Linked DNA regions of Hordeum vulgare: region 2 is linked to region 1. A link is a contact called in public Hi-C data. All regions are on one chromosome and are shown on one strand. Each heading gives the region's core, a stretch centred on a gene start, on an enhancer-like site or on the middle of the called end of the contact. The rest is flanking DNA. Distances are from core to core; before and after follow the strand shown.

The links. A called contact is a pair of places that touch in the nucleus more often than the background predicts.
Region 2: a Hi-C map of seedling shows a contact between it and region 1, with 6 times the contacts expected there. The contact joins the promoter of LOC123426490 here to the promoter of LOC123426489 in region 1. A contact is called at or near these places in 2 of 6 Hi-C or Micro-C datasets (leaf and seedling) and 1 of 1 datasets of contacts at active chromatin or transcription factors (embryo).

The regions. Positions count from the first base shown.
Region 1 is chr2H:421,579,059-421,581,864 of MorexV3_pseudomolecules_assembly, reverse strand. LOC123426489 (60S ribosomal protein L35-4) reads left to right here and starts at 1,443. Exons shown (of 4, transcript XM_045110329.1): 1 at 1,443-1,552; 2 at 1,639-1,774; 3 at 1,887-2,043; 4 at 2,805-2,806. The coding sequence starts at 1,549.
Region 2 is chr2H:421,852,550-421,855,355 of MorexV3_pseudomolecules_assembly, reverse strand. It overlaps LOC123426490 (protein LURP-one-related 7), which reads right to left and starts at 1,360. Exons shown (of 3, transcript XM_045110330.1): 1 at 974-1,360. The coding sequence starts at 1,216.

The sequences.
Region 1 (2,806 bases), core at 194-2,693:
TCCTCGTCCTCGTCCTCCGCATAGCTTGGCGAAGCCCTGTCGGAGTACCAGTAGCTCCACCACCACCACGCCCTCAACCTCTCCTCCCACCTTGCTGGTTCAAGGCGTTGGAGACGTCACCGGGCTACACGTGTGTTAAACGCGGATGTGTCGTTGTTCGACACATAGACCGAAATCCATCGCGATCTGAATCGCTGCGAGTACGACTCCATTAACCGTGTCCATAGTAACGCTTTCACTTAGCGATCTTCAAAGGTATGAAGATGCTCTACCCCTTTGCTCGTTGCTGGTTTGTCCTAGATAGATCCTAGTGTGACGTAGGAAAAATTTGAAATTACTACGCTTTCCCAATAGTGGCATCTGAGCCAGGTTCTATGCGTAGATTCTATGATACAACGTTCTTCAGTATTTTGTTAACATTGATCTTTACCCTCACTCTGAAGAAATTCCCTTCAAACTCACGTGAAGCTCGCTCCGCATACACTAGCTCTCCTATCTTGACGACCAAAGATGGTATCTGTGATACATAACCATCATGAAAATCGTGTATTTGCGTCGAGATCTCTAGCATATCTAGCTTGATTGACGAGGGCTTCATGAACCCGTCATACCGCACTATCACCATCACATCTCCTCGCAAAGCCCACGACCCTTCTTCCATCATGCGTTCCGAGTCTCCAAAGCACAAGAATTGCAAAGTGTAGATATTATCCTCTAATGGTCGTATGTTAACCTTATGCGCGAGATCCCACGCCACCCTCATGTTCTTGTTGAACCAAAACTGGCTATAGGACCTTTCGTTATGAACCCTAGCAATAGCCATCCATCGCGTCGCCTCGGGCGGCACTACGTCGTGCTGCACCACCACGTCATCAAGGTCCTCTTCCGTGAGTCCCAATTCCTTCATCATTGCCTCAAGATAGCCCTTGTCGCCCGATCCGGAAACGTCAGTCGCCATGTTTTTCCCTAGCCCGACGAAACTCTCTCCCGGGCCTATTGTTCGAACCCTAGGCCGTCAATGTGCAAGCGAGCCGTGGCCAATATCGGGTAGCTACCTAGAGATCACCCCTTGTTCAATCCGAGTTAGATGATCGCCACGAAATTGTAGCAGGGAAGATCAATCTCTACGACGCCGGAAGTCGTCGCCGAGAGGAAGGAGACCCTAGCTAGAGGGAGAAAGTTAAATGGTACTCCTATTGCAGCATCCAACGGAGTTTTTTTTTTTTTTTTTTTTGAGACAAAGCATCAAACCGAGTAAAAACGTGAATAGAAATCGGGCTAAAAGCGCTTCTGGGCCTCCTAGAAAACGTGTTCTAATTTCTTTTGAGCTGGAGACGTGCGTGGGCCTATAGTTCACATACCGAGTGCTGGCCTAGGCCCAGAGGCCCCAAAGTCCATAATATCCTAGGGTTTCCCCTGTCTCAGGGGTTTCATCTTGCGCATCCCCCGTATATATAACCCTCACGCAGCCGGCCCCGTCTCTCCTCAGCGCCTCATTTTCATCTCCGCCCGCCGCCGCCGCCGCAGCAGATCAGCCCGCCAACAGCAATGGGTAAGGGGCTAACTCTCCGGCGTCTCTTATTGATTTGGTTCTATTGTACTTTCCGGATCTGACATTATCGTGGCCAACGGTGGCAGCCCGGATCAAGGTGCACGAGCTGAGGGGGAAGAACAAGACGGAGCTGCAGGGCCAGCTCAAGGACCTCAAGGCGGAGCTTTCCCTCCTCCGCGTCGCCAAGGTCACCGGCGGAGCCCCCAACAAGCTCTCCAAGATGTACTTGTCTCCCTGACCTCCTCCCGCCCCCACCCCGCTCATCCACCCCCATAGAGTAGCCCGTGCTTAGGTTTCCGTCGTGCTAACGGGTGGTTCTTGGTTTGACCCGCAGCAAGGTGGTGCGCACTTCGATTGCGAGGGTGCTCACGGTGATCTCACAGAAGCAGAAGGCGGCGCTGAGGGAGGCGTACAAGAACAAGAAGCTTCTACCGCTCGACCTCCGCCCCAAGAAGACCCGCGCCATCCGCAGGCGTCTCACCAAGCATCAGGTGATACTTTATTCCTCCCTGTCCATCTACTTGCGCTCTAGTTTATATTAAACATACTAGTGAAATTGTTTCTTTACCTGGAAGTGCTCTAGTTTGTATGTTATGCTAGTTTTCAAATTGTTTTCGTTAGATGGCGAGATCAGTAAAATTGGTATCGTAATGTTACTAATTCTGTTGTTCAATGTTACTACAATTTTTGGAAGGGCCCTCTTTTATATCTATATAATGATTTCGTAGTTCAACTGTGCTATAGATTAGTATCACGGCACTGCATTTGGTATGGCTTGTCCAGTCGTTTGCTGGGCCTTTTTGTTATGAAGTCATTGTAACCTGGCTGGTTGGATTAGCTTCTTAAGGATTGCCGTGTTTCTTTAGGTTGGACAATGTTCTTGTGTTGTTATGATGAAATACAGTATGAATTTGTGAGTGATTGGTTTTGGAAATTAGGATGCTGGTTTATTATATGTTTTCCATAGCACCTGAGTCTGTTTGATTCAGAGTTGTTTTTTCTCCTTGAGTTTGTTAATGGCATGTTATGTTTAACTGCCTGAATAGTTTCTTTGGAGTCTGTGTAGCAATCTATGCTCACTAAGAACTGTTAATCATTTGTCCCACTTTAAACCATTGCTGAATGTTCTGTGTTTTCAATCTGAGGGGACTGGTTCTCGCTACATTGTGCTTTGCTGTTTTCTATCAGCCAATTCAACTGTTTGTGGTCATTTTGGTTTACTGATTGTTATTTTATACAATATACTGTGCAGCT
Region 2 (2,806 bases), core at 111-2,610, 270 kb before region 1:
TTTCGAAGGCCAATTTTTTAAACTAGAGCATTGTTGGGAATTGCTAAAAAAGTGTGAGAAGTGGGAGTTGATTGAAAAGAATCCCCACCGAAGAGAGCTTCACTTACGACCATGGACGATGATGAAGATGATGATGGCCCACGAAACTTGAACAAGCCCAATGGAGACAAGAAGTCAATGGAGAAGATCAAGAGGGAACACGAGGCATCGAGCTTGCGGGACAAGTTGGAACCAGTGCCGCTGATGCTTTCAGTGCGTCCGGCTATGTTTTCCCATCAGGAGTTGGAACAAGTGCCGGTGATAAACACGGAGGCGGCGATGGCATCAATGGCGGTGGTGCGGAGTGAAGATCATGACGAGGGTGAAAAGCGACCAAGATGATGATGGATGTGGCCGTTGCTTTTGCATGAAGTCCTTTTGCGTTTGTCGTAGAAAACTATGCTTTTGTTTGCGCGCGAACTATGTTTTATTCTTTGAATCTGAACTCAATCATCGGAATCGCTGCTAAATTGGCTAATTTGGGGTTTTCCGTTTGCCGGGCAAAGCGGGCTGCGGCCGAGCAGACCCCGCGTAGCCGACTCGTAAAACATTGTGAATATGCTGTTTTACGGGTCAGCTACACAGGGTCCGCACGGCCGCAGCCCGCTTAAAACCGTTTTTCCGCAAACTGTAAACAAGTTTTGCGGGTTGACGTGGTCTGCTAGAGATGCTCTTCTGTCCTGAACTCTTCTGAAGTGTAGCATTTTTGCAGTAACCCAATTAATACGAATGAAGTGAGGATAAACAAATTGGAGCAATCTACTACTATTTCATTAGCAGAAGCAGTACAGTATTGCGTATCGCATACTTGAAGCTGAAACTTTCCTAAGCAACACCGGAGTAGACCCGAATTAAGAGGCCAAGTTGACTTGATGATGATGCAATCTCTCACTCAGAATTAAACCAGAGCAGATAGCCAAGCTGGAATCATCACCTCGCTACACCTGGCAGTGACCAGAGTGCTCCCGGAGGCGTCGAGGAGCGCCCTCCCTCCGCACCTTCGGCCGCAGCCGTCCGCCGCTGTGACGCGAAAGGCGAGGCCCCCGGACGGGTCGTGCACCGCCATGTCGCCACCGCCCCCGAGGCGCTTCTTGACGACCGTCAGATCGACCGGGACGACGGGCGCCGCCATGGGTACCGGCGGTGGGGCAGCGGCCGCGGCGTTTGACCTGTCCATCGCAAGGCGTTGGTTTAGGAAAAGGTGGTCGGTGGGGGCAGGAAGGAAAGGCGGATGATTCAAGAGTGGGTGGAAGAAGCGAAGAGGAGGCGAAATGTTTTTGGCTGGAGAGTGCTTGCAAGTTAGCGTTTGGCTTCTCCCTTGTCATTTGGCGAGGCCGACCAGAACCAGCTGACGTGGTCATTGGCATCTGATTATTCTTCCTTGAGCGGAATCAGATGTGCGTGATTAGGGCATCTTGGACGCCGTCCGTCAAATCGGGTACGCAAAACGTCCGTCGGATTCCGGGGACAGTGGACCCTATGCACCAAATATTTGTCCACATTTCAAGCGAATATTTAAACAACTAGACGAAATCATAAAAACGGATGAAATTTAAGCAAGTTTCATATATTACCTGCAAAACAGCCGCTATTTAACAGAGTCAACTAAGGCCCTGTTTGGAACCACCCAGATTATATAATACAGTTTTTATAATCTATTATGTCTCCACACATGACAGATTATGGTGTAGATTATAAAAACTAAATAGACAGATTATTAAAAACTCATAATCTACTCTACACCAGCTAAAATCAGATTATGGATTGCTAATGACCTATTACCCTTGTAAAGTTGAAGATAATTACAATCCTACCACCGCCACCCTCCTCTTTTAAAAAAAAAACAGGGGGCAGACAGGTCATTATGCAATGTAAAACCCGGATTACATTTTATATAATCTGGCCTCCAAACATGTCCACCTGGATTATTTTTATAAACCAGATTATATAATCTACCTTCATAATCCAGATTATCATAATCTATTGTGGTTTCAAACATGGCCTAACTTTTTTTAGAAGTTAAATTAAATTACACGAGGTACCGGACGGTGACCTCATAGGCACGGCCTTTGAGGCCACCAACACCTCCGGCGTCATCCCCGATGCCGCGGTCGTTGTTCTTCGAGCTCACGACTACCCAGGGATCGTGGTAGCCCTCAGCGTTCGTCACCGTGCGTACACGGTGAAGCCGCTCCTCCTCGCGCACACGATTGGCATGTCTGGCTTTTGATGACGGTTAGACGCACACTCCGGCCCACGTCGCCCACCTTGTCAGGGAAGGCAAGGTAGAACTATAATGACACAAAACTAAGACCCCCATTATTTTGTTATACTATTATTTATCTTGCATGTTGTGTGTGATGCTTGTCTTTAATTTATTTCTGCATCATGTCATCATCTTCATATCTTGTGATGGTTGTTTTTTTATTTGATCATGTGTTTGCAACTCCATCTACTTCTCCTTTTGATCCTGCAAAACTCTTATTCCAACTACCATCAAGATCTTGCAAAACTTAAATTTTGCCCAAAGCCATCTTCCGATTTCTTCTTCGTTTATTCATGTTTTACGTGTCATTTTTTACTTTCATAAAAAAAATGCTACAAAAATGTTCATAAATCACTACATAAGTGTAGAACATGCTCCCGAGAGTTTCATCCATGTTGCAATCATCTAGATGGAATTCAATCTGAGAAAAGATTGGTTTTAATTCAAAATCATTTACATTTTTATCTTCAAATACTGCTCCAACTAATTTTATCAAACCCC